2 separate regions of the Danio rerio genome follow, and region 1 is linked to region 2. Evidence: chromatin contacts called from public Hi-C data. All regions are on one chromosome and are shown on one strand. Each heading gives the region's core, a stretch centred on a gene start, on an enhancer-like site or on the middle of the called end of the contact. The rest is flanking DNA. Distances are from core to core; before and after follow the strand shown. Region 1 overlaps wnt7ba (wingless-type MMTV integration site family, member 7Ba). Region 2 has its middle 14 kb from the start of rint1.

Evidence for each region. Hi-C and Micro-C count contacts between places; a contact is called where the count stands out from the background.
Region 1: a Hi-C map of embryo shows a contact between it and region 2, with 2.2 times the contacts expected there. The contact joins two enhancer-like sites. A contact is called at or near these places in 2 of 18 Hi-C or Micro-C datasets (caudal fin and embryo).

The regions. Positions count from the first base shown.
Region 1 is chr4:19,282,257-19,288,344 of GRCz12tu, reverse strand. The region is part of intron 1 of wnt7ba (wingless-type MMTV integration site family, member 7Ba); the gene reads right to left. Among named protein-coding and RNA genes, the nearest start is that of wnt7ba, 9.5 kb to the right of the region's middle. Within about 2 kb of position 2,279, at least 25 of the 62 cell types and tissues checked have an H3K27ac peak or open chromatin away from gene starts, as enhancers often do.
Region 2 is chr4:19,114,895-19,121,337 of GRCz12tu, reverse strand. No RefSeq gene overlaps it. Among named protein-coding and RNA genes, the nearest start is that of rint1, 14 kb to the right of the region's middle. Within about 2 kb of position 2,622, at least 4 of the 62 cell types and tissues checked have an H3K27ac peak or open chromatin away from gene starts, as enhancers often do.

The sequences.
Region 1 (6,088 bases), core at 1,030-3,529, 170 kb before region 2:
AGTCTATCTATTCAGTCCCATGTTCTAGTCCACTTGTATAATAGTCTATAAAACCGAAAATGATGCATAATATTCTCTTAAGCCTGTGAAACTACAAATGAATTGAAAGAGAATGAAAGGGAGGAACCAAAGTGGAAGAAAGAAAAAAAATCGTTTCTTTTGTTAGTGTTTTTGACCGCAATTCTAGCCAAAACTGCACTTTAGCTGAGCTCTCATACTTTGGAAGGTTACACAATGGAATCTGCTCCTTTTCATTTACTTCATCAAGATTGTAGGGGAAAAGAGGACAATTTTCCTTGTCTTGGGGGAATAGCATTGTCTCATTGCATTTTGTCAGTGACCCGTTTGCTCGAGAGCCCCTTAAAATGCTTGCGGGGACGGAAAAGGCTTGTTTAGCGCTCTTGTTCTGTATAGTAAAAGGAATGGAAAGTGGACATCAATACAGCCCACCTCCCTTCAGGGCTGTTTGTTTCAGTTCTTCATCTGCAATTACTTTCTGGGTACTTTTCTTTTTTTTCTCGCTTGCACCCTTTGACATCTGTGAGTCCAAGTGCGTGCGATCAACAAGTTGGTTGATTTTGACCACATGATGCTCTATCACACTTGAATTTGCTCGCATGATTATGCTAGGCTTATTCCCCAGAGCTGACAAAAGATAATTGTAAACACGTGTACAAAGATGTTTCAGAGGCATGTCTTCCCAATTACAGGCTGTGTTAGAAAAAACTGAAGCGAGCAAAGAAAAAAAAAAAACAGCAGACTTTCATAAATGTGTTGCTTATAAATGTCTGAGTAAATCACACAATTTTGCTATAAGTTACTCCAGAATCGATTCTCTTTTTTATTATTCATTCTCACTTAAAACATAAACCAGATGTTGCTTATGTCTACCCACAAACAGATGCAGAAACAGCTGGACTAGTGACAGTTTGTTATACTTTATTATTTACCCACTGCCAGCATATTGTGTTACATTCGTTCACAAATAAAAATCTTAATTAGCTATTTTTTTTTAAATGTTATAATATTTATTATTATTTACATATAATTATGTAAATCATACTTTAAAGGCAAGACAAGGCAAGCGATATTGTATTATCCTGCACCTGTTCGTTTCAACATTTTGTGCATTTTCTTTAATCAATTAATGGACAGAAAACATCCAAAACACACATTATAAGTATCTATAGCAGTTGATCAAGTTGTGTAAATTTAAATTACAACACATTTATAACGGCTGTTAATAAAATTGCAGCTTTTGGTTGATATTTGCATTCTGAAGATTTCTGAATTATAGAGTAAAAAAAAAAGGATTACCAAAATCGACTTTGTAAAAACCTTTGACTAATACATATAAAACTAAAACAAAGATTTTGGACATGACTTCATCCAGTATTCATATTTTCTGTAGTAGAAATGTATGCGATTTGGGTACTGCTTTATTTTGATAGACCCTGTTGCACATTTTGTTGCATTACAAATAGATGCCAATTGCTTCTCACTTGAGTATTAGTAGACTGTCTGCTTAATACATGTTGATACTACTCCTTCAACACGTTTGACTGAGTACATTACACTAACTCTAACCCAAACCTAACACTCTACTTATAATCTATTGAGAATTAGTTGGCATGTAGATGAATTGCAACTTAAATTCAACAAATGCGATAAAGGGTCTTTAAAAATAAAATAATACCGCGATTTGTATGCATACTTAATTTAATATTGCTTTATTTGCATATTTGAACATTGCTTAATACAGAATAAATTGAAAACCTAGTCAAAAAATGAGTGAAAATTTCGTTACTTGTTCAAACTGCTTATTTTAAATGAGTTGAAACTAAATGCATTTGTTTTTTGTAACAATTTAATTGATTTATGTTCAATCAACCTAAATTTGTACAAACAATTAGGTTAACTTAAATGATTTGTGTTGAGACGGCAAGAAGTAATTGTGTTGAACCCAGCATTTTTTACAGTGTATTATTGACAAAACGGAGATACATGGTATTTTAAAATCCTTTTTCACCTTTTTTTTCTTTCTTTTCCAATTCCCCCTCAACCTCTAACTTACCACTAGAGGGAGGCAGAGCTCCACAAAATAATCCTTTCCATTACAAGCAGCTTCCTTCTATCACTGCTGTAAGAAAATCCCCTTTTCTGTCCCTTCATCAAAGTGAACTTCCCACTTCAGGTTTAGCATAAGTATAACCTACCCAACTACCCCCATGTCCTCTTGCCAGAACACTTTCAATAAATCCCCACAAGAGGGCTCTACTCAACAGCCTATTTGCAAAAAAAATTGCTGCCGCCCCAAATGAGAACTGCACCTCACTGCTCCCGCCATCTTGTATCCCGCCCTCCAAAGTATAAACTTATCCACTGTCGATTAAAGCTGAATCAAGACCGCCTGGCTTGAACCCAAAGCCCGCCATTTTTGGGTCTGAAAAATCACACTGCGCCAGGCGGTAAATCAGTTTCTTCATTCTCTTCATGAGAATCTTCATTTTCTACAAATGTGACACAATTCTGTGGTGAAGTTAGAGTTTAAACAATTATAAAACTCATTTTGAGATGAATTTTCCTAAAAGAAAAGCTGTGAGTGTTAGTGTTAGCAGTGCATTAAAATAAAAGCAATATCTAAATTATTATAGAAAACTTTAAAGGTCAAAGAGCAGTAGAAGTATGACCTTGGATGTTTCTGGATTGGATGTTATTATTAGTCACAGCACACACACACACGAAAAAACAGTGCGATAAGTATTTCTAAAATACTGTAGGTAGAGAAAGAAAGAGAAACTGAGCATTTCAGTCCGTCATGTATGCCCGTTTTTTTTTTTTATTAGTGCTGAGCTCATTGATGCGGTTTGTTTGTAATCACACGGGTCGACTGAAGGGTCACCTAAAAGAATAATTGACTTCTAATGAAAATCTTTTCTCTATTCCTCAATGCACGTACTTGTAAATGTAGGATGAGGAATGAGCCACAGGTCAGTGCAGATAATAATTGTGGAATGGAGAGAGAAGGAAAGCTAGAAATTGTAAGATGGGTAAAAAAAGAGGGAGGTTTGTCGTTTTGGTGCCCATGTGATGAATGCCTGTTGGGACAACAGATGTGTGGTGATGTCATTTTAGTGTGTGTTTGTGTGTGTGTGTGTGTGTGTGTGTGTGTGTGTGTGTGTGTGTATGTGTGTGTGTGTGTGTGTGTGCGTACAGGGAGAAGCAGTACCAAAATGCACTCAGTTCTTTGGTCTGTAGTGTAAAGTCACTTTCTGTTGATGTGAATGTCAATACTGTTCAAAGCTGGTTTGTGATATTTAGGCAAAAAATGTGAGGGGATTTTCTCCTCTTTTATTTGTAGACCTCTAGTTTTAGGGTTTGTTTGTTCACACCTGATATTGAAATGTGTTTTTGATGATGCATAAAAAAGTGAATGACATTGAATACAGATGTAAACAATGAGTACGTTTACATGGGCACCAATAATCTGATTTTATTACGGTTAAGACATATTCTGATTAAGAGTCTACCATGTAAACAGTGATTGTTTTATTACCTTAATGCAAAGTCATAATCAAACTAAACAGAAATCGAATTAAGACATGTGGAGTGCGACGATTTTAGTGGCATTATTGAAATTCTGTGCAGACCCGTAAACATCTTAATCAAACTATTACCATCATGCAGGATTTTTTTGCCTTGTTTTGCGACAGGATATTCAATACACTCACGACTGTTTGACACTATTCTCTGCACCTATTGAGTCAGTGAAGGACCACAGGCATCTGCATCGCGAAATGCAGAGTTTTTTTTTTCTCATACTGTGTGCGGGATCAAACTCCATTAAATCACACCAGTCCTTACTTCATACTCGCATCCAATATCTCGTTTGTCACAGGGGCATGAATGAAATGTTCCTGAATGAAAGTGAAAGTGCCAAACTTAAAAATGAAAAATTAAATTAAAAATGAAACAGCTAAAATTATGAAACTCCGGACGAAAGCATGGTGACACGATGTTATTCGATCTATGTGCTATAACATGTAAAACGTGATCATGAAAGGAACATTCAAAAAGCAACTCATGTAAACATTTTCATCATATTATTGTCTTATTCAGATTAAGGCAAATATTATGATTCCATGTAAACGTAGACACTGTCTAAATCGTTTTGTGCTTGTCCACTTTTGACCTCCTCCAGAAGTAGTTGAAAAAGCATTCTGTCGGATTGCTACAGTAGTGTAAATGCTCATGTGGTTGTAAGTGAACACCACTGACCACATACTGACCCAATTCTTAGGTCTAAAAGAAAATCTCTCAAAGAAATCAGTGGAAGAGTTAAATGTGGACAAAAGACAAGTATTGTAATACCTGGTGATCTATTTGTCACACTATCGACCAAAATAAATCTTGCAAAGTGTAAACAGTTTCTGTTACCACCAAAAATTAGAAAGTTACTTCACCCAAAAATGAACATTATTTTATCATTTAATATTGTTCATGTTGTTTCAATCCCAAGACCTTTGTTCATCTTTGGATATTGTAGATGAAATCTGAGAGCTCTCTCTTCCTCCATAGACAGCAAAGCTCAGAAAAGAAACCACAAACATTGTCAAAACATTATATGTGACTTTAGTAGTTAAACTGTAGTCTTACAATAGTAAATTTGACAGTTTTCCAAGTCATTTTTACAGTTTTTTTAATGCACTAAAGTGTTTTTGGTGCATTTGACAATTACAGTTTAACTACTGATGTCACACGGTATGTTTTGACAACGATTTTGGTTTCTTTTCTGGACAGAAACAAAATGTGGGAGTAATCAATAACAGAATTTAGATTTTTAGTGTGAACTAACCCTTTAGCATACATTTTTAAAGGTCACTTCACAAATGGCCCTTTTGCCAAAGCATTACAGTTTCTTTCTCGTATCAGCGCATTCTGTCATTATTTTTTTATCAATTTTTGAAACTCTTACCTTTTTACTTTGACAGTTTTTATGTGGGGAGCATTCAGTTCGGGCAGGTAAAGCATGTGAATGGCAGCTATGCATTAGGTGGACAGTGGTTGGTCTTTTGTGGCTCTTTGAACTTATTCGACCACATGAGTGTTTACACTTCTATTAAATGTATTTTCCACTACCTCAGAAAGTGGTCATAAGTGCTCAAGCTCAAAATGTTTTAGACCCCATTTACACCAGTATTTAGCGTCATCCTCTTATGATCTAGTTGACAAAAATACATTATAATACTAGGGATCATTGTAGAAAAGTGTCATTTTCTATGTCTGTCCTTTGCTGCCGCCGACCAACCACATTGCATAAAACCCTATCTCACTATAATGGCCAACTGAGCAAAAGGTTTCTGATTTAATTGTGGCTGCAATGTTAAACTTTTGCCTCTGTCTTCTGACTCTCTGTGAGGGGCATAAGAAGTCAATTGTTCTTGCGGTATGCCGTGACAATAGCTGTTTGTCATCATGTGGAGCCAGAGAGAGACAGGGCAGAACACACAGTAACTACACTACACCGCTGCCAGTGCTAGGATTTTCAGGCAGGGTCACACCAAGGTCAAAGGACTTTCAGTCACACCATGTCGTGTGCCAGTTGCTCCAATAAGATTGCCTTTTTCTTGTTGACCATTTTAACGCAGTCAGCGATTTTTGAATGCAAAACATCTATTATGTATTTGTGTAGTTGCTAGAATTGTATAGTATTAAAGTGTTGAAAAGAAGATGATGTTGTTAGTTACCACATTACGTACAAATACCTGAGACATTTGTTCATCTCAGGAAGACAAAATAGGATATTTAGGAAAAAATCTGAGAGCTCCATGACCCTCCATAGAGAGCAATGGTCCTGACTTTTTCAAACTCCAAAAAAATCCCCCAAAGTCTATTAAAACAGACCAAATATTGTGCTCAGCATAACTTAGTACACCCAATTTTTAAAATGTTTTTTTTTTTTTTTTTACAACAAAACAGATATTTATTAAACAGATATATTTTTTAAAATAATATTTTTGTTACAGAACACATTTAGAAATTGAAAGATAATACAATAAAATTCAATTGAATTTTTTTTTTAAAGCAA
Region 2 (6,443 bases), core at 1,373-3,872:
GTAAACAAGGCTCTGCACACAAGGAAATCTGAACACTATTAAATGTCCATTATCTAAAAATGGCCAAAATGTCATCCACTGTTCAAAATCGCTATGGGCCTGTCCACTTCTGGAAACCAATCCACAGTAAAGCATAAAAATGGACCATTGCCAGTGTTAGTCAATACAAACTTAGCTTCTTGACCTAGAGTTTACTTGTCCTGACACAAGAGCTGGATTTCCAATTAAAAACTGGAATTCTCCTGGTAGGAATATGTGATTTTGATGGATGTACACGGTCTGTTCCCTTGAGGGTTTAGGAAAAAGAAAGGACAAAAACAGTCTGTTTTTGGACAGGCAATGAGGAGTCGATTTGCAGTTCATCTTTGTGTCATGTCACTACCAATCTGACAACAGCTACTCACGACCGACCTAGTTAGCTAAAAACACCTGTGGTCTCCATTCAATATATCATCAAAATGTCTGTCTGATGCATTTTCTCCAGTCATACATGTCAGAAAATACAGTAGACATTCTGTTACCAGAGCAGAAAATGAAACAAAAAACAGAGCATAACAGAAAAAGTAAAATTGTTTAAAGGTAGGTTCAGAATTGGCAGGTTTCCTTCAAATGAAGCAAACTTTTAAAAAGGCAACCATAAAAAGAACTGAATGCTTAAGCATGATTGCTTTTTTATAAGTTTGTTTAATATTTGCCGTTGCAGTTTAATACAGGTGTGAGAAATGAGTCTCCTCGCAGCAGAACCTAATTTGTTTATGATTGAGAACTTCTCATGTTTTTACTCCTCTGCACATTTTTTAAGCTTTTCAACTGATAAAAACACCATTACATGAAAACACAAGCCAACTTATGATGGTATCAAATTTTCTTGTTGAGATTAATAGTTTTTATAGAGAACCTTTTACAGGTATAATTAAACATATTAAAGTGTTTTTTACTGTATATATACCTTCAGAAAAAATTTATGTATCAACCTAATTCAACTGCAAATAGATTATAAAACACAATATATGTAACATTTAACAATGAAGTCTCATTAGGAAATGTTAGTTAGCAGTTTAAAATCAGCACCAGACTTACAAGTTACTGTTAATATTAAACTGTAAAAAATTATATAATTAATTAGTCATGACAGCATTTGTTTTTTGTTTATTATAACTTACAAAATTAAGTTAAACATGATTAATTTTGTTTAATAAGTTACACAAGCTGTTAAACGTGATATAAACGTGATATAAGTTTAATGGACTCATAAGGTTAATTTGATTCAGCTTAAAAATTTAAGGCAACCAGGAATTTTTTACAGTGCAGTTAAAAAGATACTATTTTATTTTATTAGTTAACCTAATTGATAAAATGAATTTAAATTGCAATCAGATCATGACTATTAATTTAAAGATGTATTAAGCATTAACACTAACAAGAAAAGTAACAACACCAAAGATTAAGAGCTTTTATAGCTTTCATCATTACTATTACTCATGTTTACTATGGGAACCTTATTGCACAGTGCTATCAAACAATAGAAAACCCCTATAAATATTCCACCAAATTTTCAATCAATGTTTAAGCATGTAGTAGGCCAGATTAACCAACATTATCTCACAGCTATTCATAACTTTTTGATTTAATGGCTTATTATTAATTCGTACAATCTCATTTATGTAAATGTTAAAATGTTCACGTTTGCACTATTAAGTCTTCAAGCATTCGGCACTGTTTTGAACACTACAGCAAATACTATGTGAATATTCTTTAAAAGCACTCTAAAAGTTAAACAAAAAAAAAAAAAATATTCATGGTATTTTGAAGATATCCGTGATATCAGTATTATGCATGCTCATTATCACAACATACTGAATTGCTGAATATCAGCATATCTATTTTCAAGTGATCCATCATAGAATTCTTTATTTTTTTGTAAGTTTAAATTCAGTCCTAAAATGATACTGTAAATGCTCAACAAACAAGGCTCAAATTTCTAATTTTTGTATTAGTAATACTTCCAACCAAATGAACCAAGAGAATCAAACTACAAGAGTGAACACACCCTTAGAGACAAACTATTTAAAACTGGCAAGTAAGGGGAAAAAAAGTAGTTGGCTACAAAATCCTGAGTTAATTTTGAAAGTCTGGGATTCAGAATTAAATTTAAGGCTGGAAGTAAACAGCAAGTTTTCCATTTTAAAAAAAATTCAAAACAAAGAAATGCCAAGACTTAAAAATGAAAAACACATTAACAGTTGAACAGATGTTGCGCTTTGGATCAGTCTGAACAAAATAACCATCAAGGGTTTTCAAAAACCCATAGAGCTTGAGTGTAGCTGCCATCAAAACAAAAGAGGGACAAAACAAATACCAAACCATGTTATTTAAAATCAAATCACCTGCTAGCCAAACATAAATTACAGCCTGAATGTGCGATCCAACCAAAGCATTCACCAACTGTAAAGCTTCAAATCTTTGTTTCAAAACCTAGCATTTCCTGAAATCAAAGCGAAGCAAAGATGTAGGCAGGGGTTAAATGAAAGAGCAGCTCTTGTTCAAGCTCCCCCCATTATCAGCTCTCCATCCGCCTCGTTTGCACTTGAATCTTTTTGCCACGCGCTCGCGGTTCGTCCCTGCCAACTTTTTTTTTTTTTATGCGTTCCTCCTCCTCTTTTTTTCTCCTCGCCTCAAACCTGTCAGATCCTATAAGCGAAAACATATTGAACGCTCACTATTTTCTTTCTTGCTTTTTTCCCCCCCCGTCTTTCACGGGACTGATGGATTTTCAATCTCCGAAACGTTTGTCTGCATGACATCACCCTTGGGTTTTAACTGCATTATTTCACCAGATACTCTACAGAGGAGAGAAACACTTTCATTACCTTCATAATTCACTTTGGAAAATGTTCCTCAGACGTCTCCTTTCTCTTTAGTTTAGCTGCTTATTACAACAGGAGCAAAAAAAAAAAAAAAAGCATCCTTACTTGTCACAGTGGCATGCACTTAATTAACTGTAAAAAATAGAATGTGATTACAAAACACTGTGGTGGATAAGATTCCTGGCCTTAACAGAAATGCTGTGCAGGCTCATCAAATTCTACAGGTCACAGTTCCTTCTTAAGCGGTCATGTGTAAACACACACAAAACGCATGTTTAGCTAGGGATGGCCCACAATTGTCTTTTTACTTCAGACTGTACTAACATGCATTAGCATTACTGTACACTATTTGAGATTTTGAACAGCTACAAAGCCCATACTGTATACTATACTTTTTTATATGTTTGGTGTCAGCGAATAAAAAATAAAAAAAGGATGCACTGAATTCAAGCAAAAATGACAGCATGTATATCATATCAAATATACCCAACTAAAAATAATAGGTTTCTGTTCATCAAAAAATCCTGAATGAATGTTTTACCTTTATCATTTCTTTATGTTAGATGGTATTATAAATGAATAAATTTTATTGATGTTTACAATATATATTAAATTTTGATTCAATTATACGTTTTAACTAAATTAAATATTCCTGATATATACAGTACACATTTGTGGCCATAGTACAGTTAGTATTAGCCAGCCTTATTCCCTAAGAATAGTTTGTATTTCCTAATTAACGCTGACATGCTGTAAAACATACAGTTGATTTAAAGTACGCTCCATTTACATTGACACCTACCTCCATTCTTTTGGTACTGCAATCCTGTACAGCAATTTTGGTTGGGAATTACAGAAAAAAATAGATCTTGATACAGAAATACCAATTTCTTCTTTGTTTTGTTTGTAGGATTATTTTCGTAAACGGATGTTTCACCACCTCATTTTAACCTGATTGAAGTCACTCTAAAAGGAGTTTTAAAGCTATTCTTCAACATTGGAAAACTAAACGTTCATTACACATTGAGAATAGAGAATAGAATGTAATATTATAACATATGGTTATAGAGAGGCTACAACTAGAAAGATCATTAGATCTTATGCAAAAATGTGGTTACTTTCTATAATTTTTTGCGATTGGAGAAGAAATTAATTAATAATATCCAATCATTTTCCTCTCTATTTAGTTTTATAATATTTAACCAAAGTAAATTATGAATTAAAGAACATGTGAATTGCAAACTGGCACTCATATTTTATGTGCTTGTGTGTGTATGTTATTTGTGTTACAATTGATGCATTTGATGGCGAGTAAACGACGAGAAATATATATCCAGTTTCTGTAAATTTTCTCTTCAAAAGTTATAAGCAATAAAAATGTCTTCGTATTTGTTTAAAACGAAATTGTGCAGATATTTTAATTCCTTTATAAACAGTTCTTTTTTAAATTTTATTTAGTCCCTTCTGTAAAACAACAGTTTAATTCAAGGTTGGCACCTTGTGGACATACTAAGTTGTAAAAAAACGAATCAAAGTTTAAACAAATGTAATGATCATTGCACATACAGAATGTGGTCATTATTTTAACGAAGGAATCCGCACACAAGTAGAGCTGCATTTAAACGTAAAAACCAAAGTATAATTGTGATTTTCTAATGTAGATGAGGATACGGCGAGCAAAAATAAACTACAGCACCTACCAGACTCTTGCATGGGTGTGTAAATGACATTACTTTTTTCCACCAGCCCAAGAATGCACAGATGACGACAATTATAGAGATGCTGTGATTTCATATGCAGCTCTGAAAACCAAACATAAGAGAAAAGCCCTGTTATACCTCCAAACTTCACAGAAATGCACTTAGTATAAAATATTATTCTTACAAAAGGTATTTTTTAGAGTCTGTTACTGTGCCAAAGGTCACTCAGATACAAAAAGCACTATAAACAGTTCTAGTGAATAATTACTGTTTTATCAGTTTTCCAAAGCACATCTGATTGGCTCGTGGATGTGGGATGGCAGCAGACACAACACACAGCAGACTCAAGGTAAGCATGTCTCACCCCGGCATGTGCGACGGGTAATTAGATGGAAGACAAACAGCATGCTGAGAGACGTGGCAGGTCTGAAAGAGCCAAGTGACGCCTGCTGATGACAGACAGCCTTGCGCTCTTTAAAGCACCGATGTCCCAGGACGTCTAGTGCAGCACGGGCCACTTGAAAAGAAGCAAAAAGCAAACATAAACACAAAAGTTAATAAGCCTGGATAAGGGCTGCTAATCTAACATTTAAAAGGTAACGAGTGACTAATGGAGCTGATAAAGTGCTGCTTTAAATGGGATTTGGTCATAGTTACAATACTTGAGTAGCTTTTAACCTCTCGGGCAAAAATGACACCAGACACAACCAGCAAATCAATGACAAGCAAACATGGGAAAACAATGCATTAACAACAGTTGAAATCAACTTTCAAAGGCTTATCCGTCATCATCGGGTGCCATGTAGTCTGGTGGTGTGTCATATTTATAACTTTCCAGATACATTTAGTTGTCGATTTGCTGAAACAACTCGACTAATCTTTTCGCATCCCAGACGTCACTGCGGTATCATGATATAAGCATGCGGGTCAAAAATCATTTTATTCAAGTGTTTTGCAATAATTGAGAAGATGAGAAATGCAGATGTGAATTATTAGAGGCTGCAATTGTCACTCACTGAGCTTTATAACGTTGAAGGGATTGTAAAGCAATCAGAGAGGCTGGAGTGCTTTCACAGGTCTGTGGCATTCATGTAGTATAATGAATCACTGTTGGGATACAGATGAGCCGTAAGCTTTACAGTTGAAAATTAAAGTTACAGTGTGCAAACCAACATTTATACCTCATCACAGTTTGAATAAACAGGAAGTTGCTCACCCCAGACTTAGACCACCTGTTGAGCCTAAACTTCAAAAGGGCATATGAGAAGCTGCACTCGGTGTTTTAAACTTTAAAAAAATTACAAAAAAGAAATAAATGGTAACAAATAAAGCTTGGATTGCTTGACATGGCAATTTACCAAAACTAGACTTCTGGACTGAAGGAACAAGCTGATCATTCATATTATGCATTATAAACAACAAATATTATTATTGCTATTGGTATTATTACCATTTTATAACAGCAATCAATAATAATATGTATTATTGTAAATAAAAAAAAAACTAAATAAAAGAGAAATTTTTAAACCATATAAATGCACTGTATAATAGTATATTTTTATACTCAATTTTTAAAATCTGAGGTAAATTAACATAATAAATGGGTAAAAACTACTTAAAACACACACAAAAAAAACTTCTGAAAACAGCTGAAATACTAAAAAACACTAAAACTGCACTGAGGTGTAAAACAGAAATAGAAAATATAAAACAAACAACATATATAAACCATGGCAAAGGAATAAACTACTACACTTCAAAAAGTTTTGAATTTGATTGTGTGGCTATAAAAATGGCGTAGGCGGGTTGACAATATTTGGGCGGTTTTGAAATGAAAAATTTTTATATGCAACTTGCATAACAAAACATAACTGTG